Linked DNA regions of Rattus norvegicus: region 2 is linked to region 1. Evidence: chromatin contacts called from public Hi-C data. All regions are on one chromosome and are shown on one strand. The core of a region is the stretch at or near the end of the contact, and the rest is flanking DNA. Distances in the headings are between cores, read along the strand shown.

Evidence for each region. Hi-C and Micro-C count contacts between places; a contact is called where the count stands out from the background.
Region 2: a contact with region 1 is called in a Hi-C map of the Rat2 cell line, with 5 times the contacts expected there. The contact joins the enhancer-like site here to the promoter of Rps3 in region 1.

Annotation. Positions count from the first base shown.
Region 1 is chr1:163,194,449-163,200,170 of GRCr8, forward strand. Rps3 (ribosomal protein S3) reads right to left here and starts at 1,328. Exons shown (of 7, transcript NM_001009239.1): 1 at 1,287-1,328; 2 at 227-357; 3 at 1-14. The coding sequence starts at 1,316. Snord15a (small nucleolar RNA, C/D box 15A) reads right to left here and starts at 600; the gene lies at 453-600.
Region 2 is chr1:163,297,750-163,303,365 of GRCr8, forward strand. Arrb1 (arrestin, beta 1) reads left to right here. Exons shown (of 16, transcript NM_012910.2): 3 at 828-888; 4 at 4,455-4,499; 5 at 5,235-5,431. Among named protein-coding and RNA genes, the nearest start is that of Mir326, 34 kb to the left of the region's middle. Within about 2 kb of position 4,097, at least 13 of the 93 cell types and tissues checked have an H3K27ac peak or open chromatin away from gene starts, as enhancers often do.

The DNA of each region.
Region 1 (5,722 bases), core at 78-2,577:
GAACATTCTGTGTTCTGTAGACAGGAAGTTATAATTTACTCAAAATCCCACCTGCCATCTACTACAAGATCAGTACACACATTAAATGGAAATCTTTTCAAATGCAATTTTTAAAAAGTAGCTACACTCACCAAGACAAGGTTTACTACTTAAGTTGGCCCTGGTCTACATAGCATCTTAATACACACAGTATTTAGAGGGGATAACCAGTCAATGGTATTTTTACCTGGTGGCTAAAATAATGATTTCTGTTCTGGTCGGCGTAACTCGGACTTCAACTCCAGAGTAGCCATCTTCAGCCAGCTCCCGAGTGAGAAACTCATTCAGTTCAGCTTTGAAGATGCCATCAGCTACAAACTAAACCAAAGAAACAAGTTAACTCTGAAGTTAAACAGGGCTAAGAGTTCTCATTAGCCAGAGCAAGCCCAATGGCCCTGCAGGAGTGCAGCAACCCTTCTCAGACAAATGCCTCTTGGTCATCTTTAGGAAGTTTCTTTGACCACAGTGCTCACAACTGTGCCACAGAACGCAGCGCAGTGAGGCATCCTGGGCAAAGACAAATACCTCCTAGTCAGACTCGTCATCACCTCTTCATCGAAGGGCTTTACCACATAATCTACACACAAAAGACAAACTCTGTCCCCAAGTAGCACATTTACAGTTCTTTCTGCACAGCTGGGGCTGTGTAAGTTGTACCTGGGAATCCTAACTCCAAACAACACTGTGGACAACAGCTTTACCATTAGTGTGCATAAGCACAAACACGACAGGCCATCTACTTCTAAACCTGACAATTTGTGCATTTTTCCCCCATGGAATGATTTTAAAAAACGAAAAAACCAGGGGACGCTGCTGCTTCAAGTCCCGAGTGAACAAGCCAAGTCAATAGGATTTCAACTATGGCCACTTGCAGGATGACAAGGATAAGAGAACAAGGGACTGCTAAACTTCACTTACCAAAGAAACTGGATTAGATCTGATGGCGCAGGCCCTCTAATTGTGCCACAGGATCACTAGTTATGCAGACCAAGAAACGCTCAAAGCTGTCTAGTCCGGAACTGGAGACGCCCGGTATTCGTGTCGGTCCAGAACTCGAGTTTGTGCCTCCCTTCCCCAGACACACTGCACTCGCCCGGCTCCGGCCCAGCACACAATCTACGGCCATCCGCGGCTCGCAGAGACCGCAGGAGGGCCCAGCCGCTCCTCAGGACCGACCACGGAGCCATGGGCCTCCCGGGCACCTTTAGAACACGCGGCGGATTCCCGGACAGAACCCAGACGCTTACCTTCCTCTTCTTGGAAATCTGCACCGCCATCTTGCTGCCGCGCGCCGCTGAAAGGAAAGGAAGTGGCTCGCGGGCGGAAGTAGGTATATAGGGCGGGAGCAATGACGCGACGCTACGCGACGGACACACTTGCAAGTGTTCCTGGGAAGTGAAGTTTTGCGTCTACAGAGTCGTAAAGGAAGGAAAAAAGTGTAACCTAGCAACCTGTAGTGTGGGCCGAACGGGAAGTGCATATTTAATTCTGGTCTGAAAATGATCAATGTACCTACGTAGAATGGTGGAGCACACCTGTGATTCCAGCACTAAAGAGGTAGAGGATCACAACAAGTTTAAAGTCATCATTGACTATATGTAGCGAATTCGAGGCCAGCTTGGGCTGTAAGAGCTTCCAACTCAAAAATAAATATGTAAATAAATAAAAAAACTTAGAACAGAAAAACCTTGAGACTAGAGATGCAAACCACAAGCATAAGCACACACTAACAAATATAACAGATTTTAGCCTCCTTCACATCTATACTAATGAAAACTTTCATTGAAATGTATTTAGGGGATGGCACAGTAAGTTACAGACTGTCAAAAACCATGGACGTATATTCGTATATATAAGCATAACACACACGCGCGCGCGCGCATACATACACACACGTCTTTTTTTTTCAATTTTTTTTTAGATTTATTATATATAAGTACACTACTGTCTTCACACACACCAGAAGAGGGCATCAGATCTCATTACAGGTGGTTGTGAGCCACCATGTGGTTGCTGGGAATTGAACTCAGAACCTCTGGAAGAGCAGTCGGTGCTCTTAACCACCGAGCCATCTCTCCAGCTTACACACACATCCTTTTTAAAATATTAAAATCCTACGATCTTTATTACAAAGGTAAACCCTGATCCATGAGATGGGCTTTTTGTAGGGTTTCTGGTAGTGAGCACATCCACACGGACCTATGAACGTTTTGGACTCGAAACAGGGTGGGATACCAGCAGGGACCTGTCAAAGTAATAAACCACCAGGGCTTCAGGGACAGACTGTTGAATAGTATAAATCTAAGCTACAGGACCTCCCCTTCACACGAACCCTGATGTCCACATTAGCAAATCGTTCATTGCCCAGAAGCAGAACCTGCCGGTGTAACTTGTACTACAGTGTTTGTGGCTCAGTCATCTCCAGAGGACTCTGATTCACCCTGTATTAATCCCACCGAACAAAAGTAAAAACCATTAATTAAATTCTTTGAGACAAGCAAGCTTTATTTTCTATCAGACAGGGCTGTCTCCCTAAAGTGGGGTTTTAAAGAATAGCATCAAACATAGAAGTGAAATTTATATAGCTCAAAATTTGCAAGACTAGGTGTCATTTCCTAGAGGAATGTTGGCTACGCAGGAACTTAGCAGAACATCTTATCAGGGTGGAATCAGGGTATAGAGTATGGAACATGTCAAATTCCAGAAAATGGGTTGACGACAGGGTCAAACCCAAGTTTTACAAAAAACAGGAATGAACTTATTTTGACCTTGTTACAAGAGGGCTTCTAATTATTGGATGGAGTCAAGTTGTTCTGTCACCTGACAAAGATGTTTCTCCATTTGTAGTGCACCACAGCTATGGCTGTCTTCTTATAACTATCTCCTTGTGTCTGAAGACCTGTACCAGCTGCCCTGATGGTAGTGCTCTAGGCATGACCATGAGCTCCTCACATCACAGTGCTGCCAACAGAGAGAAAAAAAGTAAAATAAAATTGTTGAAAAATGGGGTTGGGGATTTAGCTCAGTGGTAGAGCGCTTGCCTAGGAAGCGCAAGGCCCTGGGTTCGGTCCCCAGCTCCAAAAAAAAGAACCAAAAAAAAATTGTTGAAAAATAAATGTTCTGTGAGAGCTGAGCAAAGAGACCAGAGAGGAGGAGGAAAAATAGAAGAACCAAAGAGACAAGAGAGTCAGGGTCCTAATTGTGACAACAAAATTGAGGTTGAGTGGAATTGAAGACGTCTGGAGTTGCTGGTGTCAGTGGTGGGTGCCTGTGAACACCCTTGTGGAGATCTTCTTCTTCCTGTTTGCCATTTCTCTATGTTCCTCAAACATCTGTCCTTCCAGCTCAGAAAATTCAATGATACCTCTCACTGAAGAGCCAGGACTGGAGAGATGGCTTAGTGGTTAGGAACACTGGCTTGTCCACCAGAGGACCCAGGTTCAATTCCCAGTCTTACATGTCAGCTTACAACTGTAACTCCATTTTCAGGTGATCTGACACCCTTACACACCCATACATGCAAGAAAAACACCAGCGTGCATGAAATAAAAGTAAATAAAAATTTAAAAATGACTGTGCTGATGGTTAGCGTGACTTCTCCGTTGATACTCTGGATGTCAATACTGCTGGAGGCCACCTGACCTTGCGTGCTGAGGCCACAGTGGCCTGTTTCAGTCCTAGGTAAATTCCAGGGGTTCACGGTCTGATATACTCTTCCTTAATTCACACCTGCAATAATCCCAGAAACCCAAAACAACCTTAGCCTAATCTTTATAACTCACTTGTTTATGTACAGTGGGAGGGTGTATGTGCATGAGTGTCTGCAGGTGTGTGCACATGTGGAGGCACCAATGCTTTCCTCTACTGTACTCCACGTTATTAGTACAATCATTATTTGAGACAGGGCCTCAGTATGTAGATGGAGGCTGGAGTTGAACTCAACTGTGACCCACCTCTGTTGGCCTCCTGATTGCTGTGATTAAAAGCATGTACCACCAAATGTAGGCTCTTCGTTTCAGTTGGGCCATCAATCTTCTAAGACCTGCCTGTCTCCACCTCTGATGCTGAGGTAACATTTTTGTGTGGCCCATTTTATATGAGTGCTCCATTTTTTGAACAGGACACTACAGTGGCAGGAGAATGTGGGAGGGGCTTGCCCACCTCCTGACTGACAGGAGGCAAAGTGGAGCCCTCTAATATAATCCTGGTCGAAAGTTGAACCTCTGAACTGGGCAAGGTAGATCATGCCTGTAATCTTGAAGTAGCATAAGGTAGAAAAGACCTGTTATTAGATATGTGTTTAGAGATTTACTTAGTGACTTACTTAAAGCACTGCTTGCACTGCCTATTTGCCGAGCATGACTTCACTTGCAACTTGGAGTGGAATGAAGCAATGGGTCATTGTACTTCACTTGCTAACTGTCAAGTACGCTTCTGTGAAATCTTGCTTGCGTTCCTGCCCCCACCTTGTGTTGTAAGGACCTTGTGTTTTAAGGTATAAAACGAGAATGCAAAGTGGACCTGGGAACCAAAGCCTTTCAGGATCTCTCCTGGCTTCTGTCCATCTGGTGGCCTCTCTCTTCCACTCTCATTGGTGTCAGGGGGCTTATCCCAGAAAAATTCCCCACAACAATTTAACATTTGGGTGGTGAAGCCAAGAGTTCAAGATCATCCTTGGCTACCTGTTGAATTCAAGGCCAGACAGGACTGCATTTTGAGACATTGCCTCAAAAACAAAATAAAACAAAACAATAGAGGAGGCGGGAGGCTGGAGGAATGGCTCAGCAGTTAAGAGCACTGACTGAACTTCCAGAGGTCCTGAGTTCAATTCCCAGCAACCACATGGTGGCTCACAACCATCTGTAATGAGATCTGATGCCCTCTTCTGGTGTGTATGAAAACAGCTACAGTATACTCATATACATTGAGTGAGAGAGAGAGAGAGAGAGAGAGAGAGAGAGAGAGAGAGAGGAAGAAGAAGGAGAAGGAGAAGGAGAAGGAGAAAAGGAGAAGAGAAGGAGAAGGAGGAGGACAGACAGACTTGAATCCCAAATACTCACTCCTTATTCTTTTTTTTTTTAAAGATTTATTTATTTATTATATATAAGTACACTGTAGCTGTCTTCAGATACACCAGAAGAGGGCATCAGATCTCTTTACAGATGGTTGTGAGCCACCATGTGGTTGCTGGGAATTGAACTCATGACCTCTGGAAGAGCAGTCAGTGCTCTTAACCGCTGAGCCATCTCTCCAGCCCCCTCACTCCTTATTCTTAGCAGCCAACCTCCTTTCCTAATTAGTCCCTTGTCCCCTTCCCAAATAGATGATCCAGGCAAGAACAACCTCTCTTCTGTGTTCTGGCTTGTGTCCACTGTTTCTTAAGGACTTGCTCTTCTCTCATTCTCGATCACCCTATGGGGATCTTCCCTCATCCTGGCTCTTCTCCCTCAGTGCTCCCATGATCACCATGACACACCCTTTTCTAGTCTGTGCCTCTTCTAGATGTTTCTGCAGCATCCTGTGTGGCCTCATCCTACCACTGGAGCTTTCATGGGGTGACCAGAGCAGAACTAAGTGTTTGTCTTAAGGTTTCTATCAGTGTGGTGAAACACCATGACTAAAAGCGAGTAGGGGAGGGAGAGCTTTATTTGCTTACACTTTCAGGGTCAGAACTCAACCAGGC
Region 2 (5,616 bases), core at 2,847-5,346, 110 kb after region 1:
TGGTGTCCGTAGCAGACATCACCAATCATCTTTAACCTTTCCTGCTGAGCCGGGGTCCATCTTATCTTGGATTCCTCGGCCATCCAGGGCCCCAGGCATCTCAGACCAGTCAATTAGATTTGGTACTTTGAATGAAAGCCATTTGTCATCCTTACCCCCACCAGGCACAGAGGAATGGCTAAAAGGTTTTCAGAAAGGCACAGCTGTTAGATTTCCATTTAGGTGTGGCTGAGGACTGTGTGGACTGGCCCCGGTGGAGGCTGATGTGGTCACCCCTGAGAAACTGGACGGAATGCAGGGGCCAGGACTGAGGGAAGGCTGAGAACTAGAATGGTGCTCCCAGTTCAGTTTAAGCCAGCGGAGCTCGGTCTGGCTCCTGAGTAGGAAGCTAACTTCCTGGTTCCTCAGTGCCCCAGAGGCAGCATCCTCATGTAAGTGGCTCCCTGCCTAGAGCACTCAGCTTGTCTGCCTGCCCCCCAGTCCTCGCCAGGATACCCCACTCTCCTGTTTTGTTCTGCTTTGCCCCTGCAGCTTTACCCCCAACTCCTCAGTGGTGTTTGGCTTGAAGAACTCCCTAGGCCTCAATGTGTTTGTCTATAAAATGGGAGGAATAACAACTCTTTCCTAGGGGCTTGGGAGGCAGAGGTGTTTAAAACATTTCAAAGGTCTATTATTGTTAATATTAGGTTTGGGGCAAGGAGCCATATCTTGCTGTGGTTCCAGTAAGGGTTAGGGATGTGTGTGTGTCAGTGTCAGCGTTAGCTTCAGGGTGGGGGTCCTGTGTTCCGAGGTTCCACTGCCACTAATGTTGTGCCTCTCCTCCCTAGCTCACCGTCTACCTGGGAAAGCGGGACTTTGTGGACCACATTGACCTGGTGGACCCCGTGGGTGAGTGCTGGGCAGTGGGCCAGGGGAGAGCCCCATCTCCAGAGCTCTGGCACACAGAATGGGTGGGCAAGGCTTCCTGCTCAGGAAGCAGTTTCTGGACAGCTCTTCCCTAGTCAAGACAGTGGCCTTCAACTGCTCTAAGACAGAGAAGAACAGCAGCCGCGTATCTTACATAAGGCTTGCTGTGCAGCGGCGATAACTCATGCTTTCCCGACAGAATGAGGCACAGAGAGGCTTAGCGACTTGTTCCAGGTTACAAAGCTAGCGAGTCAAAATTCTAGCCTCTGGCTCTGCTGTCTCCTAGGGAAATCTTTCTCAGGACTTCTGAAATAGAGGCTGCCCTCATCTACACAGGACTCTGCCCGAGACACTGTGTCACAGCGGCAATTGGCTCCCTAGGGGTTGGCTGAGTTCAGGGTTTCTGTCCCTTGGAACTGTTGTCATCTTGGTTTGGATTATTCTTAGTTGGTGGCATCTGTCTGCCCGGACATTGCAGGATGTTTGCCAGCATCCTTGGTCCCTACCCATTAGAAACCAGAACTACCCCTACCACCACCCTGTCATGACAATGCGCTAAATGACCCTGTGGGAGTAAATTGCCCGTGCTCAGAAGAGCTGCCGCTACAGAGAGACATTGGTCTCTCGGGCTCTTTTCATGTTGTACTGGGAGGTTCAGAGTCATCTGGTTTACAGATGGACACACCGGGGCCAGAGATGTTCAGTTGTTATTTTTTAAAAAGATGGTCATGGGCAAAAAAGGAGGTGGGGGCAGTCACAATGATGCAAACTGAGGCCTGAGGAAACTGGCCGAAGAAATTGTCTTAGAGGGCTGGAGAGATGGCTCAGTGGTTAAGAGACTGACTGCTCTTCCAGAGGTCCTGAGTTCAAATCCCTGCAACCACATTGGTGGCTCACAACCATCTGTAATGAGATCTGATGCCCTCTTCTGGTGTGTCTGAAGACAGCTACCCCGCGTGCTTATATGTAACACATAAATGAATCTTTAAAAAAAAAAAAAAGGAAATTGCCTTAGAGATGCTGCCGTGCTCTTGTGCCCTGTCCTCGGGCTAAGAGGAACCTTGAAGTGCCAGAGTCGGCTCATGGAGAGAAGACCTTGGTGAATGTAAGCAGAAGCCCCGGGGGCTTGAGCCCCTGGGGTATTGACGGGGCTGCAAACTGAAGATGCTGGCTTTGATCCAGGCCCCTTCCTCTAGGACCTGGGACAGAACCACCTACTCTTCCTCTCCAGCCTTGTCCCGGGGGCAGTGTGTAAGTCTTCTGATGTTCCACCATTTGCGTTTTCTCCAGAACTGGCTTTTCTGAGGCCCTGGGCCCTGGGTTTCCCTGGGTTTCACCTGTGCCCAGCTTCAGGCAGTGGTTTCCCAAAAGTTCTTGTGGGTCAGTGTTCATAATCCGAGTCCACAGAAGAGACTGTGGATAGCCGAGAAAAGGAGAGAACCAGATCTCCAACACATACACACTGGCACTGGAGGGTACTACTCCATGCCAGGTTCCCTGCTAGACCTGAGAACCCAATGTCCAGGTTTGGTCATTTGCCTCAGTAAGAAGCCCTCTGTCTATGACACTGCCCTCTCTGAACTGGCCCTGTCTTCCCTTCACTCCACCATCCCTTCTGGGGCAAGGACCTGGTGCTAGCCCTGGGCCCAGCACCCAAGGCCCAGTGCCTAGCTGATGGAGTATTTGCACCAGCTCTGAGTGTCCTCTCCTCCAGGCCTTTACACTTCATTGCTCTCAGGCTACTGAGCTGAACTTTCCCCTCTGGCTTTCCTGTCATCTAGTGAACAACCCTGCCTTATTCTGTGGGGCCGGGCTCCAAGTTATCCCCCTCCACCCAATTGAGGAAGCAATGGTGAAAGGGGCAAATGCCCTCACTGGGTCATTGTATTTACCCTCAACTGAGCTCCAGGTGCCCAGTCATGGAAAAGCATGCATGGAGGGGTGGGTGACCCTGAGGATGGACTGGGATATCCCTGTAACCTGAGGCCAAAGTACTCACTGTCTTTCTTTCTTTATTTTATGTTATACGAGTGCTCTGTCGCTGTCCTCAGACACACCAGAAGAGGGCATCGGACTCTATTACAGATGGGTGCGAGCCACCATGTGGTTGCTGGGGATGGAACTCAGGACCTCTGGAAGAGCAGTCAGTGCTCTTAACCGCTGAGCCATCCCTCCAGCCCTCACTGTTTCTTGGTTCTTTTTTTTTTTTTTTCCGGAGCTGGGGACCGAACCCAGGGCCTTGCGCTTCCTAGGCAAGCGCTCTACCACTGAGCTAAATCCCCAACCCTCACTGTTTCTTAAGATACTTTGAGTAATCAGTCATAGGGGTGGGGTATGTGTTAGAGTGGGTGTGTGTACATGCGTGCATGTGTGCATGCGTGCGTGGGTGCGTGTGTGCCTGCATGGTCCCTTGGATGGTGCTCCTACCTCCTGGGGTGCTCAGCTGAGATGGATTCTCTGTGCCCTGCCAGATGCTCTGCTCCCAAGGACAGCCCTTGTGAGAGACATTGGGCTTCATCCCATTTTCTCCAGTGTGCGTGAGTCATTTTATTGCTGTGACAAGATGTTCACTTACTTGGGCTTTAGAGCTTTCAGCCCACAGTCGCTCAGTGCTATGGCACTGCAGTGAGGCAGAATGCCGTGACCGGGAGCATGTGGAGAAAGCAAGCTACATCCTTCCCAATGACCAGGAGGCAGAGAGGGAAGAAAGGACTGAGAACCAAATACAAGGCATTGACGTTCTTCCTCCTACTAGACCCGTCTCCTACGGTGCCCACCACCTTCCAGAACCCATTAAGCTATGAATTCCCTGGTGTGGTAGAGCCCTGTGAGCCAGTTGTTTTCCAAAGGCAGACACTGTTGCTTTGGAGATCAGCTTTCAATACATCAGCCTTTGGAGGGCATTTCAGATTCAGACCGTAACATTCGTGCTCAAACGTGCCAGGGGCTGTCCAAATACTTCTATGCGTGACAAAATTTACCCGTGCGCACATTGACGCACACTGCCCATCTGTTGCCCTGACAGATACTGATCAGAGGCCCCCTCTCCCGCCTCCCCCCAATTCCCCATCATGTTTCAGGAAGCTCTGAAAATCTCGCTGATCCGAAAGCCTGGTGGAGTGTCTGTTTATTACAAAGCTCGCCTAACATGACTCAAGGCCATTTACCATAGCCAGCCCCTTAGCGAGATTAGTCATTTAATGATGGCAATTCGGAGAAATGTCCTTATGTGGTTTTGTCACTGTGTGGAGGACACAGTGTGCTTACACAAACTAAAATCACCATGATGTCCCTAGGCAGTATATACCTCACATATACTGTGAAACATTGTTATAAATATACTGTTCCTTGAAACATTGTTCTACAGCCTGAGACTGTTGCCATGTTCTCCTGTAGAGCCGTCAGTGGCTCTGATAGTAGGTGCACATCCTGCAGAGGGCCACACCCAAACGGACAGTGTGTCTTATGACCTTCGGGTTTGAGTGGGTGGTTGGTACTCAGGTTGAGAAGGTCACACACATGGGGACTCCATTCATTCTCTCCCCCAGATGGCGTGGTCCTGGTGGATCCTGAGTATCTCAAAGAAAGGCGAGGTAAGCTGTGTCCCTCTGACTCTCAGCATGCCAGATGTTCCACATCCCCTGCTCTCCAGTGACATTGGCACACTGCTTGATGCTTAAGCAGGACCTCGGCTAATCTCATGGCTTCTCCCTGTCCATTTTCCTGGTTCCTTAAATGAACCAGTGCGTTTACCATAGTCAGAACTCTGATGTCCTCTGGTGCAGAGGTCTCCTGCTTCTTGTCCCCTGTATAAGAGCTTCTGTTCCAAGCCCTGTCCCATTAATAGACTGCAAGGCTTGGGGGAGGGTGGGTGGCACCGGTACAGGAGAGAGGATCTCATTGTATAGATGGTAAAAGTGGAAGGTCTGTGTACAAGGTTAGGGTTAGGCAGGTTGAGGTTCCCCCACCTCTTAGACACAGCCTTCTGGGTGCTTCCCCCTAGGCTGTCTCCCTGCCCCTCCCCCTGCCTGCCAATCTAATCCAACCACCATGGCTGCTAGGCTGCCTAACCATCCTTCCTGCCCCTCCATACTCTTGGGCCGGAGTGACCTGGGGAGGGCCATCAGGAGGCTCCTTCCTAAGAGACCATATCAAGGCTGCCCTTGAAGGCACCTTGTGTCAGAGGGCAGTGTACTCACCCTATTTAAACCTGGGACAGGCTTGTAGCCTCCAGTACACAAACCCTAGGGTTACAGCTGGAGATCTGGGGACGGGGGTGTTGTATGCTACCCTCCCAGGCCCTTCCTCAGTTCCCCTGCTCCTCACAGTCTACGTGACACTGACCTGCGCCTTCCGGTATGGCCGGGAAGACCTGGATGTCTTGGGTCTGACTTTTCGCAAAGACCTGTTTGTGGCTAACGTGCAGTCCTTCCCACCGGCCCCTGAGGACAAGAAGCCACTGACTCGGCTACAAGAGCGACTCATCAAGAAGCTGGGCGAGCATGCCTACCCCTTCACCTTTGAGGTCAGCACGCCTTCTAGCATTCCAGAAGCATTCTGGGATGTTCTCAGTGCAGGCACATGGGGAACAGCAGCTGCTTTAGCTCGCCCAGTTGGCATCCAAGCACTGTCACTTACATTACCTGTTAAGTAACTTGTCTCTGGCCACTGTGGACACTCCACTTTAACCTGTAGGCTACTCCTCTGGCC